Linked DNA regions of Sus scrofa: regions 1, 2 and 3 are each linked to region 4. A link is a contact called in public Hi-C, HiChIP or PLAC-seq and promoter capture Hi-C data. All regions are on one chromosome and are shown on one strand. The core of a region is the stretch at or near the end of the contact, and the rest is flanking DNA. Distances in the headings are between cores, read along the strand shown.

What was found. Promoter capture Hi-C pulls out the DNA fragments that hold promoters and counts their contacts. Hi-C and Micro-C count contacts between places; a contact is called where the count stands out from the background. HiChIP or PLAC-seq counts read pairs in DNA pulled down with a chosen protein or histone mark.
Region 1: a promoter capture Hi-C map of liver shows a contact between it and region 4, with 5 times the contacts expected there. The contact joins the promoter of TDP1 here to the promoter of LOC106504536 in region 4. A contact is called at or near these places in 1 of 5 promoter capture datasets (liver), 5 of 47 Hi-C or Micro-C datasets (fetal heart ventricle, heart right ventricle, liver and 1 more) and 2 of 2 datasets of contacts at active chromatin or transcription factors (alveolar macrophages and skeletal muscle).
Region 2: an H3K27ac HiChIP or PLAC-seq map of skeletal muscle shows a contact between it and region 4. The contact joins the enhancer-like site here to the promoter of LOC106504536 in region 4. A contact is called at or near these places in 3 of 5 promoter capture datasets (fetal liver, fetal skeletal muscle and liver), 10 of 47 Hi-C or Micro-C datasets (embryonic fibroblasts, fetal liver, fetal skeletal muscle and 6 more) and 1 of 2 datasets of contacts at active chromatin or transcription factors (skeletal muscle).
Region 3: a Hi-C map of embryonic fibroblasts shows a contact between it and region 4, with 1.8 times the contacts expected there. The contact joins the enhancer-like site here to the promoter of LOC106504536 in region 4. A contact is called at or near these places in 1 of 5 promoter capture datasets (fetal liver), 10 of 47 Hi-C or Micro-C datasets (alveolar macrophages, embryonic fibroblasts, fibroblasts and 5 more) and 1 of 2 datasets of contacts at active chromatin or transcription factors (skeletal muscle).

The regions. Positions count from the first base shown.
Region 1 is chr7:111,765,614-111,771,595 of Sscrofa11.1, forward strand. It overlaps TDP1 (tyrosyl-DNA phosphodiesterase 1), which reads left to right and starts at 1,481. Exons shown (of 17, transcript XM_005666389.3): 1 at 1,481-1,931; 2 at 3,891-3,995. It overlaps EFCAB11 (EF-hand calcium-binding domain-containing protein 11), which reads right to left and starts at 644. Exons shown (of 8, transcript XM_021099597.1): 1 at 434-644. The coding sequence starts at 508.
Region 2 is chr7:111,728,539-111,733,810 of Sscrofa11.1, forward strand. All of the region lies in intron 5 of EFCAB11 (EF-hand calcium-binding domain-containing protein 11), which reads right to left. Among named protein-coding and RNA genes, the nearest start is that of EFCAB11, 35 kb to the right of the region's middle. Within about 2 kb of position 2,118, at least 12 of the 83 cell types and tissues checked have an H3K27ac peak or open chromatin away from gene starts, as enhancers often do. A contact at or near this core is called in fetal skeletal muscle, omental adipose tissue, retroperitoneal adipose tissue and 2 more, where this site is marked.
Region 3 is chr7:110,980,222-110,985,641 of Sscrofa11.1, forward strand. No RefSeq gene overlaps it. Among named protein-coding and RNA genes, the nearest start is that of TTC8, 250 kb to the left of the region's middle. Within about 2 kb of position 3,255, at least 48 of the 83 cell types and tissues checked have an H3K27ac peak or open chromatin away from gene starts, as enhancers often do. A contact at or near this core is called in embryonic fibroblasts, fetal liver, mesenteric adipose tissue and 2 more, where this site is marked.
Region 4 is chr7:111,451,184-111,456,702 of Sscrofa11.1, forward strand. LOC106504536 reads right to left here and starts at 2,332. Exons shown (of 2, transcript XM_021099995.1): 1 at 1-2,332. The coding sequence starts at 966. The coding sequence ends at 25. It also overlaps a transcript of FOXN3 not described here.

The DNA of each region.
Region 1 (5,982 bases), core at 231-2,730, 310 kb after region 4:
GGGCTCAGAAATGGAATTTCATTACCTAATTTTAATTCTCAAGAAATCTTAAGGATGCGCTAAAATTTACCCGCCAAAAAGTGCAAACGACTTAATCGCTAGATTAATTCCTTTAAACCCCTGGCATAAATTCTAACCCGAAGTAAATCCTGGATTAAGGAAGGTGAGGCCAAGCGACTGGCTTTGAAAGGCGGGAGGAGAGATGCAGATTACAGGTTTATCACAAATAGACGATGTCACAAGGAAAACAAGGAACTTGGAAGTAGCTAGAACACTGGACCGGGATCCAGAAGGCTTGCAGCCCTAGGCTCAGCCATTAACCAAGACACAGTCCTTATCTGTGCAACCCGGCCGAGATAGGGCCAGGCGGGGTGATGGAAGTGAGAGCCCCAGGTCCAGTTAAAGTCCGAGACTCAGCCCTCTGGACACCTACTTCCACCCATTTCTTGTGTTCCGAAGGGCTGGCTTCCCACATCCGCGGCTGGGCCCCAGCCTGGGATAAAAACATCGCGACTGCCACACTCAAGTCCAGAGAGGTGAATCCACGACCTCCGAGGCCAGAGCCCTCTTTATCGGAGATCGCTTGCCAAGCCCACCGCAGTTCAGGAAGCTGAACTTTTCAGGGCACCTCCAACCTCTTCTCCTATTGGACATCTTGCGAGCCACCGGCGTTGATCCCGCAGTTCTATTGGCCAGAGGTTTTGTTTAATAACGTTTCCTTGGAACAGCCTATGGCGGAGAGGCTCCAGGCCGGCTTCTAGCCTTGGCTCCGCCCCTCTTGTCCCCTTAACTCTTGGCGCGCGACTGGGGACCCAGCTCAGCTAGGTAGTGTTTCAGCGTATCCTGCATGATTATTTTCATCTTCTGCCTCCATACCTTGCAGTAAATTACTTTCGATAATTTTTCTCAATGACGCTATGCTAAACATTATAGGAGACACAAAAAGAAGGTAAAAGGAGCCAATCCAAACAAGTCAAGTCCAAGATTCACGTGCAGATCAGCAAGTCATTGGGGTCGAGCCCTTCGGGGTAGCTAGTTTGTCTGTTCTGTTCTTCTGGATGACCCTAGCGCTGGAGCATAGTGCCTGGCACAAAGCAGACATTCAGTAAACGAACCAAAGTTATTCAATTCAGTCCTCTAGGAGAGGCGCCTGGTTTGAAGAAAACTCCGAGAATAATTAATAAAAAACACCATTGAGCTCAAATGCCAGAGCTAATATCCTTATCAAAGGCAAGGAATTTGGCGAGGGTTCCATTTTGCAAAGGAGTTACTTCAGCCCCCTCTCCTGGTAAATCGGTTTAATCAGATTAAAAAAACAACCCCCCCACAACACTCACACTCAAACACACACACACACACACACACACACACACACACAGAAGCAGACACGCCTGTGTCTGCGAAAAAACAGGCATTCGAGGTTGAGCCTGAGGGAGCTCATTTAACCTTTTATTTTACAGCAGGTTTTACAGTCTGCGCCCCAGGAGAGCCCGCTCCTCCCAGGACACCGGTCTCAGCCATTCCCTTCCTTGAACCTTGAGAGCCTCTCGCTGCCTTTAAAATAAACCTCTCTGCCTCGAGATCCGGCAACCTGAGGCTACGAGAATTCCTGCAGAGGGGATGAGTTTTGCTAATTAACCAACGAAGAACTGGGGGAAACACTTCTTTCTCTGTCTCCCCCTTTTAGGAGACGTGGCCGGGAAGTAAGAGGAGACCTAGGGGAGGGCAGGTCTCTCCGCCCCTTCCTGAGGAAGCCCCCTGCAACCTCTCGGGATCCAGCGGGCTTTAGGACCCGGTGGTGGACGGCCCGGAAGGGGAAGGGGCAGGGCCACGAGACCCGCGCCGCGGCCCGGAGGGTTCGAACTGCGCGCAGGCGCGAGCGGCTGCAAAGGGGCGGGGGCTCAGGCGGCTGCGCGCTCTGGGGGCTTCAGGTGCGTGTATGGAGGCTGTGGGTTCCGCGGCCTCTGGTGGGTCCCGGGTGGCTGCGGGAACCGGGCTCGTGGTTCTGCTCCTTCTGGCCTGGTGCGCGGGCAGCCGGGTTTCGCGAATTCTTCAGTGCCTGGTGGGGCTGGAGGCGGATCCCGAGGGGAGCGGAGCATCTTGTAAAGACACTAGGTAGGGTCTCCTCTTGGGCCTCGGCTTTCTCCACTAATAGTGCCTCTTTGGCGCGAGCACTTGGTCCTGCCGAGACCGGGGTCCAGCCAGCGGGAGTCCCCCTCCGCCGATTGCAATTTCAGCTTCTCCACGTAGCTGGTGGATGGTCTCGGCAGCTAGCATGTTGGGCGCTTACTCTATGCCAGGCACTTAGATTTTCTGTGTCCAGTTTCATCATAAAGGGAAACAGTCGTGTTGCGAGCGTAAAATGAGTGTATACCCAGTAAAGCGCTTCAAGCTGTGCCTGGCCCGTAGTGAGCGTCCAGAAGAGTCAGTAGCTGTCCTTATTTCCTCGACGTACCCCCGAATTAGCCTACTTCACTATACCCACCGCCTTCAGCTACCCGAGTTCCAACAGGAGGCTCATTCCTTCGACTTTTGTCTTCCTCCCAACGATTCTCGGTACAGAGTTGTACGGAATGTAGTATTTTTAAAAGGCACATTGGACCACGGTACTCCCCTGCTTATTAAAGCCCTTCAGTGAGGTCCGGCTATTCTTAGAATAAAATGCAGGATCTTTAGCTTACCCCTCACTCCTGCCTACCCTCTTCATCCTGGACCACCTACCTGTCTTCCTTGCCCAAGTCGTTCTGTTTTTGGAATTACTACAACCTTGATCTCACCGCCTAGCCTTCACAGGTTGGGTTCCCTCACTTGGAATGCTCTTCTTTCCCTCCCCTACTGTTATTTGGCTGGTTCATTTTCATTTTCCAGAGCTCACGTCAGTGTTAGAATGTTCCAAGCTAAGGGCATCTCTGTTACTCTCTCTTACCTATAAAATGTAGTGAATACCTGTAAAGATATCTTGTCTTTTGTTCATTTCTCTTTGTGTCGTCTCTTTCCCCCTGAAAAACAAGCTTTTCTAGGACAGAGACTGTTTCTATATTAACTTCTTATTCTCAGTGCTTGGCACATACTAGCTGCACAATAAATATTTGTTGAAGGAACAGGAGGTAGGTATGATACCCATTTTACGGAGGAGGAAACTGAGGTGCAGCAGTTAAGTAACCTGCCAAAGTGTTCATTTGCCATCTAGTAATGACTGGATTTAAAACTGGGGTCCGTATTTGCCCATTACTGGCCACACCTGGCCTCAGTTGACTCCCATGCCTTCCTAATAGTCAGCAAGCTCTGTAAGAAGGAGCAGCTGGAAGTGTAAGATAATGCCCTCCCTGGGTCTGGGATGGTAGAGGGAGAGGAGAAACTTGCAACTTTAAGGGGAGTATCCATTTGCATTCACGAATTTTTTTTCAGTCCCTAAACGCTCTCATGTTATGAGCTGGCATTTGGTGGGAGAATTTCTTTAGATTTTTATCCTGCTTGGCATTATAGCTTAATGCAGTGTTTGTTAACGTTGCAGTAATGTGGTTGGTTGCCTCCTTCACTTTCACATAAGCACTGCCCTGAAGACCTGAACTTTAATTTTTTTTTTCTTTTTATGGCTGCATCTGTGGCATATGGAAGTCCCCAGGCTAGGGGTCCAGTTGGAGCTGCACCTGCTGGCCTATACCACAGCGATGGCAACACCGGATCTGAGACCCATCTGTGACCTACACCACAGCTTGCCGCAACGCCAGATCCTTAACCCACTGAGCAAGGCCGGGATCAAACCCCCATTCCTCAAGGACACTATGTCAGGTTGCTAACCCACTGAGCCACAGCGGGAACTCCAAGACATAAATTTTAGCTATCATAAATGTAATGGAGTCATAAGATACCTTCTGTTCGTGTTACAGTGTTACTGGTGCCTGCAGAAGAGCCTAGAGTCTGTCCTTTGTTCAAAAGCAAGCATAGAGGCGTTTCTGCAAGCAACTTTCGCCTTGATTAAACAGGAATTGGAGGTACTTTCAGAATGTGATAATTAACGTCAGGTCCCAGTCACCCCCACTTTGGGAAACACTGTACTTTGCTGCGCATCTGGGTTGTAATTCCAATTCTGGTGTCACCGCTTAAATGTGATGTTAGACCTGTGCCGTGCCAGGCACTGCCCTGGGAAGGCAAACCAGAAACAAACAATTGGAGGAAAACACTTGGGTTCCATCCTCGTAAAGCTATGCGACTTGACTACTGTAGCTCTCGGAGACGGTAGGGAACCTGGGCCTGTGTAAGAGAAAATTCTGATGCGGGACCAGGTCCAGTTCTCCAAAGTAAAAAGTCAGTTCCTGGTGAATCTTGGCATTCACCAGTAGCTAAACACCTTGACTGCATAAAGAGTGTGGTATTCTTCTAGGCGCAGTGATTTAGTACAGTTTTATTAGCATGTTACAAAGGTTTTTTTGCCTTTAATTACTAAACTCTCAGGCCTATTTTGGCTGTGAGCTGAACCAAAACTTAAACTGTGTATAGAGCAGACAAAACCTTTTGTTCTTTAGGAAATGTCTTTTTCAAAACTTTTATTTTTTTACTCACTTTTGTTGGAAAATTCCTCTCTCCTTTGTTGGAGGGAATTCTCTGTCCTTCTCCCCACTCCCCCTGCACATGGGGTTCTAGAAATGTGGATAAGGATAAAACCGAAAACTTAAGAAATCTTTTTTTAAAAAATTATTTTAGGGCTACACCTGCAGCATATAGGAGTTCCCAGGTTAGGGGTCGAATTGGAGCTGTAGCTGCTGGCCTACACCACAGCCACAGCAAAGCCAAATTTGAGCCACGTCTGCAACCCATACAGCTCACAGCAGCGCTGGATCCTTAACCTACTGATTGAGGCCAGGGATCGAACCTGCATCCTCATGGATGCTAGTCAGATTCATTTCCACTGAGCCATGATGGGAACTTCTTAGGAAATCTCTTAAATAACTCAGAGTCCCTAAAGAGGAATAAATATCTCCCTTTCCCTGTTCTCGGGGTTTTTGAATTCCATTTTATTTATACATGATTCATCTGGAAAGAGCCATGTGGTAACTTCTAGGTGGTCTGCCTATAGCTCCTTTTCTCAGGCTGGAAGCTGAACCCTTTTTTCACCTAAAAACCCTGAGACCCTCTGTTTGCATTGGAATGGGGCAGGAATTCTAAAAAGAACAGCCTGAGGAATCTCAATTGATTCTGTTACAAAGTGCCCAGCTTTGGAGCTGGTTGAGAATTGAGTGGATGCGAGAGAACTAGCAGGCCTCTGAGTGGTTTTTCCAAAGGTGGTTCTTCAGTAATTTTTCAGTTGCAAAACTCACCCACAGAATGGTTTCTTCACAGTGAATTGTGAATTGTGACTGCAGCCTCCATAGCCTCGAACTCAGGCTTTTAAAAAAGACCCAAACAAAAAACTGGAGTGCCCGCTGTGGCACAGTGGTTAACGAATCCGACTAGGAATCATGAGGTTGCAGGTTCGATCCCTGGCCTTGCTCAGTGGGTTAGGGATCCGGCATTGCTATGAGCTGTGGTGTAGGTGGCAAATGCGGCTCGGATCCCGTGTTGCTGTGGCTGTGGCATAGGCTGGTGGCTATAGCTCTGATTTGACCCCTAGCCTGGGAACCTCCATATGCCGTGGGAGTGGCCCAAGCAATGGCAAAAAGACCAACCCCCCCCCCCCCAAAAAAACTGAGCTGTTTAAGTAGGCGTTAACTAGTTTGTCTTCGTCTCTTTCATGAGACAACCTGGCTCTTAGATCCTGTGAACTATAACAATACAGTTCCTACAAGCGTGGTTTTCTGGTTTCTTAACCGATAGCGTATCAGAAACAATTTGGGGAGGAGAAACCTGTCCTGAGACTTCTAACACCTCCTGGAAGTGGGGAAAGGACAGGGACCTTTTAGAAAACAAGACCTGGACAGGCCGAGGCCCCTGCTACGGGAGCAAGTGGTCTCATCCACGTGTGGTCCCTGTGGTTCCGGCAAA
Region 2 (5,272 bases), core at 868-3,367, 280 kb after region 4:
AGATCCCCAAACCACTGAGCAAGGCCAGGGATTGAACCCGCATCCTCACAGAGACAATGTCAGATCCTTAACCCACAGATCCGAAGTGGGAACTCCCACTTATCCTTCTTTACACCCAAAAAGGCTCATCTTGCAGAACCGAGGATGGGAAAATAATGCCTCCGCATTGAATTGGGAATTAGGAGATGTGAGTCTTGATCTGAGTCTGTGTAACCTTGGATAAGTCATGAAATTCACTTAGCCTCCATTTTTTGAGCTATATAATGAGAGAAGGTATATTGAATTTCTAAAATCTCTGCCACCACCTGCTTCCTTGATTGTGTATCTCAAAGAATCAAAGATCTGAACCAATCAGATCTAACCAAAGACATTAGTTGTGCTATTTCTAAAAAAACGTACCTTACACACTTACGCTTTTAAATTATATACTGGCTAAAGCATCTAAGTAAGAGTGTTTTATGATTACCATTGCATTGAACTTTCTTCTGACTTGTTTCAATCTTTCTAACACAGAATATTCTGTGGAAAATTCAATTAAACCATCAGAGTTTTAAATGCAAAAAAAAAAAATGTTGTTACAGACAATCCTAGAACTGAGTTTTATAATATTATTAAAAAGAATATTTAAATTTAAATAATCTTGCTGTGCCTGAAATAAGGGCTGCGCATCAATTCCTGCCAAACAGAAGCATCCGGCTGCTTGATGCCTGCAGCTCTCAGAGGTGGGCTGCGGCTCTCCTGGAGTTCATCTCTGGAAGAGTAATGCTCGGTGAAAGTCTGTGGGGCAAACAAATGGATGGATGAACAAACTCTTAGTAACGCCTTTGCTATCCTACCTTTTGGAAATCTCATACTTGCGTCTCCAGTCTTACACGTTTAGGCAGATTCACACCAACAAGTCAATATCCCCAAGGATAGACAGGCAAATAGCTGAAAACCAGATCTATCTGAGTAGCTCTTTTACGAGTCTGAGTCTGCAAAATCCTTGTGAAATGTTACAACCTAGAAATATCTCTTCATTAGTGGAGCACGAGGCATTACCGGACACAAAGAGGACTTCCTGCCCTAAAGCCCTGGCTAAGTCCAGGGGTATCGTGTGGGGCTCAAAAACAACTGAGTCACCGTCTCTGCCTCAAAGGAGGGAAGTGTCGGGAAAACACCACCTAACAAACCCTCGGGATCTCATCTTTCACCAACTCTGGGGAAAAGTGATTACTATTCCCATTTTACAAGCTGGGAAAACTGAGCTCTAAAGAACTGATACAGGGAGTTCCCTGGTGGCCTAACAGTTAAGGATCCAGTGTTGCCATCTGGTGACGTGTGGCTCAGATCACTGCCGTGGCGCAGATTCGATCCCTGGCCCGGAAATTTCCATGTGCCATGAGTGTAGCCAAAAAAAATAGATGTAAGTGACCAAGGGGCGGTTATGAAATATGTAGGGAAATTCAAACCTGCTCTAGGGTTTTAAATTTCCTGACTTCCTGAATTGACAGGCAGTCTTTATCTAGGTGAAAGGAAGATTATTTAAATTTAAATAGTCTTTATAATATCATAAAAGTCAGTTCTAGGATTATCTGTTAAAAACATTTTTTCGACTTTGTTTCTTTTTTACTTTTTTTTACTTTTTAAAACTCTGATAGCTTTCCATAGCATATTCTATGTTTGGAAGATTGAAACAAGTCAGAAGAAAACTTCAATGGGATAATAAAATCATAAAATGCTATTACTTAGGTGCTTTAGCCAGTGTAAAATTTAAAAGTATAACTAAGTAAGGCCTTTTTTTTTTTTTAAGACTAGTACAAGTAACATCTTTGGTTAGATCTGACTGATGGATCCAGACCTTTGACGTCTTAACTCCAAGTCCTCTGTTTTTCTGGCCGCATCTCCAGGACACATTCAGGCAACAGACTATCGCTCTACGGGACTTGTTAGGCACTAAAAAACAAAGGCTTAAACAAACCTAGTCCACAAAAAGCACATTAATAGTTAAAAAAAAAAAAAGTAGTAATAATACAAAATAGTACTTCTTAGCTCTAAATTCCACACCTAAATAGACCCAGGAATACGGCACTAGCACACAGTATTGGCCTCACTTCTGTTCCCCAGCCAGCAGGCTACGGGCGAGTTCCAGAATGGAGCCGGGAGTTACACAACTATGCCATCTCCGACAGGCAAATCCTATGGGAGCCAATGACATATGTACAGAAGTTTACTAGAAATGTACTCTGCCGTCCATCAGAGATACTCGGTTTAGTTCCTAAATTTAGAAGGTGCAATAATTTGGGCATACGTTTTTGGTACTAATTTTTCAAAAACTAATAAGACAACATTTATTAAGAAAGGCTCTGGGCTAACTTCCTCTCCTTTCAGTTAATTTCTTATCAGAATTTTTAGCACCACCAACTGGCTAAAGAGACCAACTACAAATGTGCTTGGCTCTCAGTGGGCTTTGTTCATTAAAAGAAGATCATATAGATATTTCACGTTTAATTTATGGTAAAGCAATTTATTTCAATCACTAAATAAAATTAGAAATGCCTTTCCTTGTCAGTCAAATAAAAAATAATCCACTTTGGCTTTTTCACTTAAGAAGAAGGTATGTTTTGCTTAGTAAGTTATTAGAGAAAACTAAATCTACCCACTAAAGCTAATTTGATTTATTCTACCATAAGCTCACACTAAAAAGCAAAGACTAAGAACTAAATGAAAATTAGAAAGTAAGAGAGAGATAGCAACTAAGTGGTATTGAATACTATGCTTGCCTACAGTGTCCACAAAAGACATTAATTTAATTGGAACTAAAAATGATTGAGGAGGCAATTTCACATTTAAAAATTTTTGAGGAGTTTTTGTTGTGGCTTAATGGTAACAAACCAAATTAGTATCCATGAGGACGAGGGTTTGATCCCTGGCCCTGCTCAGTGGGTTAAGGATCCAGCATTGCCGTGAGCTGTGGTATAGGTCACAGATGCAGCTCTGATCCAGCACTGCTGTGGCTGTGATGTAGGCTGGCAGCTGTAGCTCTGATTGGACCCCTAGCCTGGGAACTTCCATATGCCATGAGTGTGGCCCTAAAAAGAAAATAAATAAATAAATAAATTTTTATCTTTTTTTCATCAAGATTCCTGACTCAGAGATGGATGCTGATATATGAACATGTGAATATGTACTGCCATTGCGCTTTCCCTCCTATTTAACTGAGACCCATCTAGCAATGGATGCCAGTGTAGAGACAGCACAACTGAACCATAGGGGCTCATCTGATTTCTGTACATCAGCTTGTGGAAATAAGTATTCCTGAAGAACTAGGTCCAATTTTTTTTCCCCCAAACAACCGATCTGTGGATAGAAGGTGTCTATGAAAAGGATATCCGGCCACTTGTCATGCCGAACTGGTAACCAGCAGAATGAATGGCACCACACTCTAACAAATTGGGTCACTAAAAGAAACTTCTCTAGTAGACAACGCGCAAGAAAGGAAAAGAAAGTTTCACCCAATTGATTCAAGTTGACTCTGATAACAGAGTTCTGTTAAAAGCTTTCTGACAGAGTTTAAAACTACCGTAATAATTTTACGATGACAGCAGTTTAAATGTCTACACAAATGCGTGGTCAAGTTCGTATGTTTTAAAGCCTCTGACTCTACATCTGAAATGGAAAGCCCAGAAAAGAAGACAATTTGCAACAGGCTCAGATAAAATGCAGGGCCAGCAGCTGCTCTACCCAATTTAACACACAACTTCAACATGCAAATTTTGATCAACTTCATTCTACTCCTTTGCTCCTTTATTTACTCATCGATTCATTCACTCAGGTACTCATTGACTATTCTCTCTCTGGCAAACACAGTTAAATGACTGCAAAAGGGAAATAAGAATAAGACTCTTCTGCTGTCCCCTCCTCTCTTTGGACGGGTGCCTGGTCATGCCATCTCCAAGGCAGGGAAGATTTCCATCTGAAATCATGAATGAGTTACCAGGAACCTTAACAATAAGAAGACTTGGATTAAGAAAACCATTTTATAAGTTTTATTGTTATTTCTGAATATGTTCCTTTAGCGTGATTATTGAATGACACTTAAAGCTAAGTGCGTTTAGACATTTTAACTGAAAATTCTATTATTATTAAGCAACAGCATTCTTAAATCAAAAAATACAATTTTGAGGTGTAACAAAAACATCTGTCTGCTAACAAGTGCCAGCAATGTGACTGTCATCAAATAAAAATGTGTGATTATTTGTCAATTTCCGATGCCTTTTCTTCCTACCCAAAAGATAAAATAAGTGAGAAGTCAGTCTCGTTTGGCCTGAGATGAGCGATAAAGGCGCTCAGCTTCATCTGTAGAATGGGTATGAATAAAGCTGATGTAGAAGATGACCACACAGATTCAGTAAGATGATACTAGCAGCTGTTTAATGAATGGGGCCGCTGTCACTGTCACTGGACTGGGAGGTGCCACGAAAGCTGGAGACGAGCAAGCATCAAGGGCACGGTCCCAGGGAGAGTGCTTAATGTCCTGAGAAGCTGACAATAAAAAAAAAAAAAAAACTTATAAAAAGGACAGGGGGACAACCTGGTGGGACTCAGGTGAGGGGTGTACCTTTCTAGTCTGAGGAGACCACAGCATCTCTGCCAGTAGGGATGGAGGTTATAAACAAGAGAAGGAATGAGGCGTTCCTGTCGTGGCTCAGCAGAAACAAATTGACTAGCATCCGTGAGGACACAGGTTCAATCCCTGGCCTTGCTCGTTGGGTTACGGATTCAGCATTTCCATGAGCTGTGGTGTAGGTCGCAGATGTGGCTTGGATCTGGCATTGCCATGGCTGTGGTATAGGCCAGTGGCTTCAGCTCCAATTCAACCCTTAGCCTGGGAACCTCCATATGCCGCAGTTGTGGTTCTAAAAAGACAAAAAAAAAAAAAAAAGGAGGAGGGATGACTGATGGGGAAAGCTCTTAGAAGAAGGGGAGGGGATGAGATAAGAAAAAAGGGAAGGAACTAGAAAAAAAGCCAAAAAGAAGAGATTTTATTCCAAAGAAATCCAACTGAAGGAAAATAGAACTAACTCTGGAACTGACGAGAAGGCAGAAAAAGAAACCAGGCAGAAGCCATGACCCTGTCCATGAAGCAGAAGGCAAGGTCTCCTGGGATGCACAGCAGTGGGAAAGGTTGGGTACAGATGTGACAGAGAGCAAATCAATCTCATCTCATGGTGTGTGACATGCTGATGAACCGGCTCGGGGTATTATAACAAGAAGAAATCCAAGTCTCACG
Region 3 (5,420 bases), core at 2,005-4,504, 470 kb before region 4:
AGGTGCATATGTGACAGCAAATTAGCCCTTACCTGGTGGACTTCAGGGATGCAATTCAGAGATTGGCCTAGATCTTTTCATTCTTTTCCAAGATGATTTTAAGGACAGGAAGATGATATTAAGTAGCATCAGAGCTTGTGGAAGAGATAGAAACACTCTAAAGAATCCAGTTGCGTGGAGTTCCTGTTGTGGCTCAGCGGTAATGACTAGTATTCACGAGGATGTGGGTTCTGTCCCTGGCCTCGCTTAGTGGGTGAAGATTCAGCCTTGTCATGAGCTGTGGTGTAGGTGGCAGATGCGGTTCGGATCTGGTGTTGCTGTGGCTGTGGCATAGGCCAGCAGTTGAAGCCCTGATTTGACCCCTAGCCTGGGAACCTCCATATGCCTCAGGTGCAACCTTAAAAAGACCAAAAAAAAAAAGAATCCATTTGTGTGCTTATGTTTCCTGGCCCTCTTGCTATTAGGTAGGAGCATGCGGCTAGTCCTGGCCCATAAGATGTGAGCAGAAATGATGATGGGGGAGTTCCCGTCGTGGCTCAGTGGTTAATGAATCCGACTAGGAACCATGAGGTTGCGGGTTTGATCCCTGCCCTTGCTCAGTGAGTTAAGGATCCCTCGTTGCCATGAGCTGTGGTGTAGGTTGCAGACTCGGCTTGGATCCCGGGATGCTCTGGCTCTGGCGTAGGCTGGTGGCTGCAGCTCCAATTCGACCCTTAGCCTGGGAACCTCCATATGCCGCAGGAGCGGCCCAAGAAAATGGCAAAAAGACAAAAAAGAAAAAAAAAAAAGAAATGATGATGGGGACCGCTTCTAGTCCGAGACAATGGGAAGCCCATGCACAAATCTCCAGACTCTCCCCACACGTGGTGATAGAGGCCATGGTACTCCAAATAATGCAGCACCATGGTGGTGGAGCCTCCATCAGCCTGGGGCCCTGAGGGACTGCGTGGAGGGGAGCCCCCACAGACCTGTGTGGGACAAGCAGCATGAGTAAGAAATAAACTGTTAAGGTGGTAAGACACTTGGAGTTCCCACTGTGGCTCAGCGGGTTAAGAAGCCAACATAGTGTCTGTGAGGATGCAGGTTCAATCCCTGGCCTCGCTCAGTGGGTTCAGGATCTGGCATTGCTGTAAGCTATGGCGCAGGTCGCAGATGTGGCTCAGGTCTGGTGTTGCTGTGGCTGTGGCGTAGGCTGGCAGCTGCAGCTCCGATTTGACCCCTAGCCCTAGCATATGGGAAACTTTCATATGCCACAGGTGCAGCTGTTAAAAAAAAAAAAAAGAGAGAGAGAGAGATTTGAAAAAATACAGCCTCTTCCAGGCTCACTGATATAAACCTTAGAGTGGAAAGTCATTTCCTTTTAAATTCTACTTAATTTGTCTGATTTGTTGTCAAGGAGAAAGCCTCTGCTGGGGACAGTGGGTCTTTAGTATTCTTCTTACTCTCATAGTCTCAGTTTTCAACTAAATGAGAGCAGACTTTAGGCTCAGTGTCTTTAGTTGCCAGTAATACCCAGTGTATTATTCTGCTCTGGCTGCCATAGCAGAACACCACGGACTGGGAGCTTCAATAACCAAAATTCACAGTTCTGGCACCTAGGAGTCCAAGATCAAGGTGTCAGCAGGGTTGGTTTCTTCTGAGGCTCTCCCTCCTCTCCCTCTCCCTCTCTCTCATAGAGGGTATATCTTCTCACTGCAAGTTAGTTGGTTATCTTGTTGTGTGTCTGTGGTTTCTCTTTCTTTGTTCGAATCTCCTTATAAGGACAACAGTCAGATTGGATTAGGGCTGAATTTAACTTAATTACCTCTAAGGTCCTCTGTCGCAATAGAGTCACATTCGGAAGTACTGTGGGTGTGGGATGGGAGGAGGGAGTGTTAATGCCTCAATGCAGGAACTTGGAGAGGGGAACACAGTTCAGCAAATAACCTCCAGCTAGATTTTAAGGAAAATATTTCTCATTCATGGGTTTTTGAAGGTAAGGGGATTGCTTTTTACTGATGCCAAGTCATGCCAGTTTGCCATTTATGATTATGATGCTAATTTTTATAAAATATAAACATACTTAAGTAGTAGAAAGGTTGGCTAAAGAAACCTGTAAGAATTAATAGTATGCCAAAACTTATGATGAAGATGCAAATGACTGTATTTTTGAGAAACATTGCCTAGGTGATTTCTAAAACCTGCCCCAATTCTGGCAGCTTTTTTTTTTTCCTTATATAATTTAAATTGTATTCATTTATGCAATAATTTAATCAAGTGCCTATTAAGTGTCTCATTGGTGCTGGACACCAGGGTGATTAGAGAGTGAAATGAATAGTGAAATGAGAGCAAGGAAAGAAAAAATGCAATTCTGCCTGGAAGAATCAGAAAAGGCTTCCCAGAGGTGGTGACAAACAGGATGTTTTGGACTTCTCAGACCCACAGATTGCAAACTCTGTCTCCTCCTCATTGATTCAGTGTTTTCTGAATTTTGAATGCATGTATAACTGTGGGGTAGCTGCTATCAAGAAGATAGAGTAACTTTAAAAAGAGAGAAAAACTAATAGGAGCAGAGAAGACCATGCATAAAACTCATGACTTGCATTTCAGGTTATCCTTCCCCAAGAGATGATTTTAAACGTTTGGATTTTTTTTTCCCCTTGATTAAGAACCTTCCATTTTCCTAGAGTCTAGCCGTCTGATATGAAATCCAGACTGGAAAAATTCAGGCATAATTGTGAAAACATATTTCTTAATCAAATGTAACCACAGGGAGAAAAATCTTTCATTGAATAAGCTCCTCTGAGGAGAGAGAACTTATTTGGGGGTGTGGGGAGGTGGCTAATTCATCCAGTGTTTTCCTCATTGGTCCTAGACTTGGTCAGTCAGTGATGCACAAATTTAATAGCATCCGCATTGAGTAGGACTGTTGCAGATGCTGTAGCTACTGTGGGGAATCGGACTGGCTAGGTACTCTCTCAGGGGGCTTACATTCTAGCAGGAAAAACTGGCAATAAGCAAACGAGTAGATAAAAGAAGGGACAGCAGAGAGAAATCAGTGCTCTGAGAAGTACAATAAGGAGACAGGAGAGGGGATAATGGGGTGGTGGTGGGGGGAACGTGGCTGCTTTGATTGGGTGGTGGGGAGGTCCTCTCCAAGTGGCTTTTTAAGGTGAAGCGTAAATGGCAAAAGAAAGCCAGTGGGAAGAGCGCTCCAGACCTGGCCGAGAGCTGGGTAGGGCGGCAAAGGGAGGGGTGCGCATGCGCATCTGAGGAACAGAAAGCAGCCCTCCGTCTGCAGCCGGGTAGACCCGGGATCACCCGGAATCACCCGGGCGGGGCGGGGAAGAGCCGAGGTCACCGAGGGGGACTGGGCTGGGATTCGGGCCGATTGTTACTCCAGCAAAGCATACGCAGACGAGACTCTTCAGTGCTTCCAGAAAACATCTTCTCTGTCCTCGTAGGCTAGTCCCCTAGACTTTAGCGAATTTTCCTCTTCCAGTACAAAAAAATGTGTTTACTTCATTTTCCCTTCCAACTCAGACGTGCAGTTCTTTCCCCTCCAGAGAGTACTCAGCTGCTAAAAATGATCTGGGAAGGTAGTTCATTTGTCTCATTTCTGATTACTGAAGCAATTACTCCTTTTTTCCTTATGACCAGTCTTTTAAAAAGACAGTGCCATAACTTTGACGTCTGTGTTGTTATTTTTGCAGGTTAGATGGTATTGGTGGAGCCATAGGAGTGAACTGGCATATGGCACCTCTGGGATGTGGTTAGAGCAGCTGATGAGCTGGGAACAGTGGCTGAGTGTTGCGTGCTCATTTCTTCGGCCTCCCCTAGTCACCTGTTTGTCTCCATTCCTACTGGCGCCATCCCAAGTATGATTTCACAGCTGGGTTATCACACGGTTCCTCCCTGTGCCTCTGTGCTATTTTCTTTCTCATGTCTTCTCTGTGATACAATCAGATGCATCCTCCTAAAACACCTCTTCAGTCATATCCTTCCCCTACCAGCCCACCTACAGTGGCTCCCCACTGGCTCCCAAATCAGGCTCCTCTGTCTTGCGCCCACCCTCACAAATGTCGCTTTTTAGATTTATGTGAGTAAACATGGTATTCTTTCAAGGCAATGTGTCTCAGGCTCCAGCAGAACACCTCTGGTCTATGTAAGACATTCCTCATCCTGAAAATGCCAGCAGTACCCATAAGGATCCATGAAAGTGGAGAGGCAAGCAAAATTAATAGTGTATAAAATCAAGCAGTTCCACCAAACTCACCAACCAGTTGTGACATGCAGGACCCACACAACAAAGGCCTTGCCAGGTGGAAGGAGCAGGGTAGGGGGGCGGTGAGGGAGAGGGTTGGGCGGGGGTGTGAAAATTGAGCCCAAAGGTCAATTCACACAAAGCAAATATTCCACCCAGGGAAAGGTAGGCTGTGTGCATGTGTGAATCAGGAAATGCTGAATTCATTTTAAAAATATATGTTCTATTAATCAGCATAACACAGCTGTTGTAACAAATATGTCTCCAGATTTTCAGCACCTTGACATTATAGTTTATTTTGTGTTCACATAACACTGAGCGAGTGTCCCAAGGCAGGTGTTTCTGGTTGGTGACAGCTTTCTTCCGAGGGTCCCATTGTGGTCAGCCTCATCAGCAGGGGGAGGGGATCGAGCCAGTAGGGGGAAGGCAACCTGTTTCTTAACAGTCCCGGCCCAGAAGTGATGCCCTCACTGGGGCTCAATCCTACTGGCAAGAACAGGGCCAAATGAACACAGCTGGGGAGCTGGGAAATGAGCTGGGAGCTGAGAAATGAGTCCTGGCAGGGTGGCCACGTCCCAGTAACAGCCCAGACTATGGGGAGGGGGGTTTTGATGGACAACTTGGTGCTCCTGTTGTATACCTCTAGGCTGTTTATATCAAGGTCAGTGGTAATTTGGTCCTCAGGCTAAATATTACCTAATATTGTTATGGCGGTCAGGCAGAACCTGAGAAATAAAACAAAGTTATTACTATTAAAAGTTTTTTTTATCACACCACTTCACCTGGTTAACTCCTGTTCATTCTGCAGAGCTCAGCTCAATTGTCACATCGTCCATGAAGCCTTTCCTGGCATTTCTGCCTAAGTCACATTTCTGTTTTCTATGCCCCACATGCTTCCCATTTCTAGCACTTATCACATTGCAGTTTTACATGTGTGTGTGTGTGAGACAATGAGATGAATACATGTCTCCCCTATTAGACTCTTAAGTTCCATGGGGACAAGTATATTAACTTTTTTTCCCCCCACCTTATCGTAATATCTAGCTTAGGGGCAGGTATACAGAGGTGTTAAATGTATAACCATTGACTGAATAAATAACACATTCATTGTAGGAAACTTAGAACTACAGATAATTAACAAGAAAATGAATTTTAAAAATCATCTTAAAATTCCTAT
Region 4 (5,519 bases), core at 1,082-3,581:
CAGTTACAGTATTTGAAAAGAGGTTTAAACTGCCCACAGATTGGACACTCTGTTTATAATTGATAGCAAAACAGTTGCGACAGCAATGCTGTAAACTCTGCCCGAGCCAAACTCCACCTTTAACACGTTAGTTCCTTGAAAATAAAAGTAATGCCATGGGGGGGGGGGTGTCACAAAAGTAAAGACCTGGGAAGTAATTAACAGAATTACAGCAATGATTTGATAATTTTTAAAATTATCCATTTGTCTGCTATTTTTGATTTTTTTAAAAAGGCGACTATCCACAAATTCCTGAGAAACTTTTTTTTTTTTTAATGAACTTACTTTTGAGACAAAACTAATGAAAATATACAACTTGCCATCCCTGGATCGTTCCCATTTGGACTGCATGCTATAAATCAATCTGAAACCAGGGGGAAATACGGGGGCGGGCACCTTAAAAAAAATCAAAGGGTGCCCCCAAATGCAGCAGCCTGAACAGTGAGGGCTTCTCGTGACAATGCTGAACCAGAGCAGAAGATCAGGAGGCAGGAAATGAGCCCCATTTTCGTTACCTTCGATCGCCTGCCCCCCCGCTGCTTCTCGCGGCCGCATTGGGGGGCTGCGGCGGCGCTGGACTCGCGGGTGGCCCCGCCGCCGGGTCGCGCCGTCTCCCGGCCGAGCTGCAGCCGATCGCGGCCGGAACCCCGGCTCCAGCCCCGGCGCCCGCCCGGGGTCGGCGGCGCGGCTCCCACCCGGGCCCGGAGCCCTGCTGGGTCCTAGTGCGCGCCGCGCGCCCGCCGGCGGCCGAGTCTGCAGCCCGCACGTACGGCCGGCGGCTGGGGAGCACGGTGGATTCCCTCGGAAAACCGAAAACCCGTCGGCCCCTTTCACCCCCGACACGGTAGGGGCGGATGAACTGGAGCTTAACGCCAAAGCCCGGGCTAAGACGTTTAAAAGGAAAACATTGGCGACAACTGAACTCATGGAAGGCGGATATGATTATCTGCAGCCCGTGTAAAAAGCGTGGGGCAGTAACTGGTTTCCGTGGTTTCTCCCTGTGCACTTGTGATATTGTACGTTCACAGACGGTAAGAGAGAGTGCGGGGTCCGGAAACAGAGGTTTCAAAAATATAACGCTCCCCCTGCATTGAAAAGTGTGTGTTTAAAACAATGTTTTCAACAGTTTTCCAGTGATTTTTTTCCCCATAACACGTCCTTTTGCATTTTGCTTTCTCTTACTTTATCACATGCTATTTTAAATAACAAAGGCCCATATGGCTAAACACGTAGTCATTTGATTTTCAAAAGACCTCAAAAATCGCAGCAGAATATGCACTCATGTATCTCCTAAGAAATCAACTAGAAAGAATTAATGCCGGCATATGGTGTGCTTCATGGAGAAAACTTAATTACAAATTAAAACGAATGCAAAAATTCACAAATTCAGTAAACTGAAAGTAAATTATGATCCTAGATGTATACACTAATCAGCTTACATATAGTTAGAGAAAATCTAAGTTCTGGATTTCTTCTTTAATGGCGCAGAGTGTTAAATGAACCCTTATAAGAAATCCCCCTGGTTTACCCCCAAAAGGGCTTTCAGTGCCCTCCCAGCACCTTCATTTACTGCAGCCCACCTGGAAGACAACTTTTTAAACTTGCAAGTCCTCATTTAAGGGGACGATTCTATTCGCTCTTAATTCAAAATAAAAGTGCTTTAATTTGAAAAGCCTGTTTGAAAGGGTTTAAGGCTAGAAGCTTTCTTTCAGTCTTTGCTCTCACCAAGTTTGAAGGTCACAATTCTGTAAAACTGCTAATAACAATGGCACTGCGGTTTGACACCAAAAGGAAAATCAAACATGTGTTTTCTGAGTGCTATTTTTAGAGCTCAAAAAAGTCCCTTTGAAAATTACTCTGGCCCTCCTCCTTCCCAATTACAGCTAAATAAATGTAATGGAAGATTTTCAGTATTAATTAAACATCAAAGGTACCGTTTCTGCTGCCTTGTGTCCACGCAGAGAACTTTTTGTAATATGTTACACTTGTCCATCTTCAGAGTCCTCACACAGACATGTCATGTGATCTTTACCACGCTTCAGGGATGAAACAGACACTGTAATCCTTGGTTTTCAAATGAGAACGTGGGGGTCCCAGAGGGTTACCCTGACCTGTCCAGCATCACAGAGCGGGTCCTCAGAGAAGCTGGGATCCCCACATCTCAGACACCAACGTTTCCAACAGACTCCTGCTTTTTCAAGGGCACCACCTGGCCTCCTGACGATTCAGCTGCAAATACCGTGGAAAATGAAGTATCCAGAACAAAACAGCAAGTACCCTTCCTAGTCATCATGTCTTACCTGTTTTAGAGCAGCGATTTTCCAGACTGAACATGAGAGGCAAGTTGCAAATGCTTTAGTCTCTGCTAAATGAGACAGCTGACTGGACAGATTTCCGTCCTGTGGCGGTCCAGGGCCCCCTGGTCAACTGAAAACTTGAAACTGGGTAGCCAAACAATGCCCGTCACCTATACATACACCTTTTTGTTCTTTATCAGAGACTAGAAACTGACTCCACTTGACACGTGGAGGAGGGAAGTTTTCTCAAGCGGAGCTTGGTTTTCTATGTCCCAGCACTGAAAGTCCTCAAGGACCCTGGAACCTTAGACGTTTCTGATACCAGGTGGCCTATCTGTGAGCTCCAGGGCGTCTCTTCCCCAACCTGGTGACAAGCGGGGCGTTACTTCTCAGTCCTCCGGCACCCATGGGAAAGTCACCAGTCAGTTCTGTTTGTGGCATTCCACTTCCTCCTCCGCTCTGCCGAAAGGAAATGTGACGACTCTGATGATGTGTCCCAAACCACCTAAATACCAGCCCGGTGAGGGCAGGGTGACCCTAACCGAACAGACAGAAATATCTGACTCTTAGAAACGATTTACTCCTCTTCTTGGGCAGCTCCTCAAGAAGAGGCTGGGCCTGGCAGCACCCTGGGAAGAGGTGGCCCACCTTCCTGGGGAAGCACAACGAAGGATAAACTCACTGGTGAGTTCGTGTGATTGACCATGAGTCTAATTATAGTCACAACATCCACCTGGCCTTCAAATGTTGCAAAGGCCAGGCTGAAAGTAATCTTAGCACCAAAACGGGGTGATGAGAAGCTGAAAAGGAAAGCTGGTAGAGAGCAATTCCTCAAAGCTAGAGCACACCAGAGAAGGGATTGGTCAAAAGAAACCGTCATCCAGCCAGCCAGCCAGCCAGCCAGCCAGCCAGCCATTCTGTATACCTCAAACATTGAAAACTTAGGTGTAGTCCTGTTCCAGGCTCTGGGTATAAAAGATATTATAATGCATCATACGGAGCTCTCAGGTTGCAAAGCACTGCATAGGTGCTGCAGTAAAACCATGTTACAGGCATTGTGTTCCAATGCCAGTGGTCCTGATCCTGGGCCGGTCTCAGCCTTGCCTTCCGCTCTGTTTAGCTGGGAGCCGATTCTCATAGGCCAAGTTTTATAGAATCCTGGGTCAGTTGGCTAATGGCTGGATATGGCCCAAGAGAGGTGTTGGAGCGAGAGTGGAAGGTGGAGAAAAGGAGAGGCCGGAGAATTTCATCATCCCTCTTGCCTCTGCCAGCACCTGCAGCTGTGACCGCATCTGGCTGAGGCTTCTGTCTAGTGACCCCAGCCCCTGGCTCAGATAACATGTGCCACTTCCTGTTCACTCTCCAGCTTAGGGATGTTGATGGCTTTTTCTGCTACGATTAATTGCTGGGTAAGTTCACCTTCTTCGGTTTGCATCTCAGATCCTCTATTACGGGTGGAGAGCAATCGCCTGCATTAAATTCCTTCTGTGCACATCAGCAAATCCCAGTGGAAGGGCACCTTTCCCAAGTAGTACTCCTCAAAAGTATCAAGGTCATAAATAAATACAGAAAATGCTGAGAAACTGTTACAGCAAATAGGAGCTTTAAGGAGAACCAACAAGAAAATGTATTGTGGTTAAAAAGAGCATCAGGTAAAAACTCAGGAAACTGAGGGGTTCCTTGGTGGCTCAGTGGGTTAAGGATCTGGCATTGTCACTGCTGTAGCTCTGGTTATTGCTGTGGTGAGGGTTTGATCCCTGGCCTGGGAACTTGCAGGTGTCAATGATGCAGCACAATAAACCAAACCAAAGCAAAACAACCCCCCCCCAAAAAAAACTAAGAAAATGTAAATCAAGCATGGAACATGTAAGATGTTAATAACAGGGGAACGTAAGTGGGAGGTAGGCAGGAACTCTACTAGCCTCTCGATTTTTCTGGAAATGTAACACTATTATTTTTTAAAAGTCTGGTTTGTTTTTTTTTTTAATTCTTCTGTGATAAATATGAAACCCCATTGCCTCCCTTCCCAGGTAGGAGTTAGGTCTGATCCATCAGGTCCAGGGCTTTTTTACAGGGAAGCAGAGCAGGGGGTTTCATGATCAAGACATCAGGAAACATCCCCGCAAGGAATCCAACAGCTTTGGGAAGCCAGGAAAAAAAAACCCAAACAAATTAAAAAAACAAACAAACCTGAATTTGAAGCCAGAATGTGGTCTGGGCAAGGATGATGAGAGACAGGAGAGGACTATGAGTGGGGAAACCAAGACGGCCCGCCCGGTGTGGAGTCAGGGTCCAGGGCCCTGGCCGAGAAGGGAGGCTGCTTGAAAGACTGTGGGGGTGGGAGAGGGGCTGGCCCCAGCCTCTCTGGGGGCAGGGAGAGAAGAGGAAGAGGGGAGGAGGGGCGTGAGAAGGAGGAGGGGGAAAGAAAGAACAGTAATAATAGCAACTGAGAGTCCCTGAGTCATTTTACCTAAATTTTCTCACTTCTAGTCCCTTATAAGCAGCGTGCTATTTTTATTCCCATTTTACAGATGAACACACTTGCCCCAAATTGCATAGGTATTTAGGGACAGAATTATAGCTCAAATACAAGTCTGCAGGACACCAAAAGAAGGTCAACAAGTCACCATGGTGGGCAGCCTTGCTAGAAGCCATGATTGAGTCTTCAAGGACAAGTAGAGGTTAAGATGTAAGCTAGTGTAGGGAGAAAAAGGACTTCACGGAAGGGGCACCCTGGGTGCGGGAAGGGCATGGCGCGACAAGAAAGCCAGGCAAGTTAGAGAGCTTCCTGGGGAGCAGCGAGGCTTAAGGGGAGGTTTCAAAGGAGAAGTGCCTGTGGGTCCCACTGGAGATGCAGGCAGGGGCCCGTGTCCACCCAAGTTCCCACTTTATCTTGACTCTCACGTGGCAAACTCAAATGTCCCCTTCTCAACCTCTCTCAAGCCTCTTCATCCTGCTGTACGGTTTTCCTTTTGCCCTGTTCTTACCCCCTTACTAATTTACTTATCATTCATTCATTATCTGTCTCCCTCCACCACCAACCCCATATGATTAAAAGATCCACAAGCCCAGGAATCTGTTTTGTTCAGTGATAATTTCCAAGAACATGAACCAGTCTGGCTCATAGGAGGTGCTCAATATATTTTTTTTTTTAATGAATGAAGTTAGTAAATAAGAGGGTGT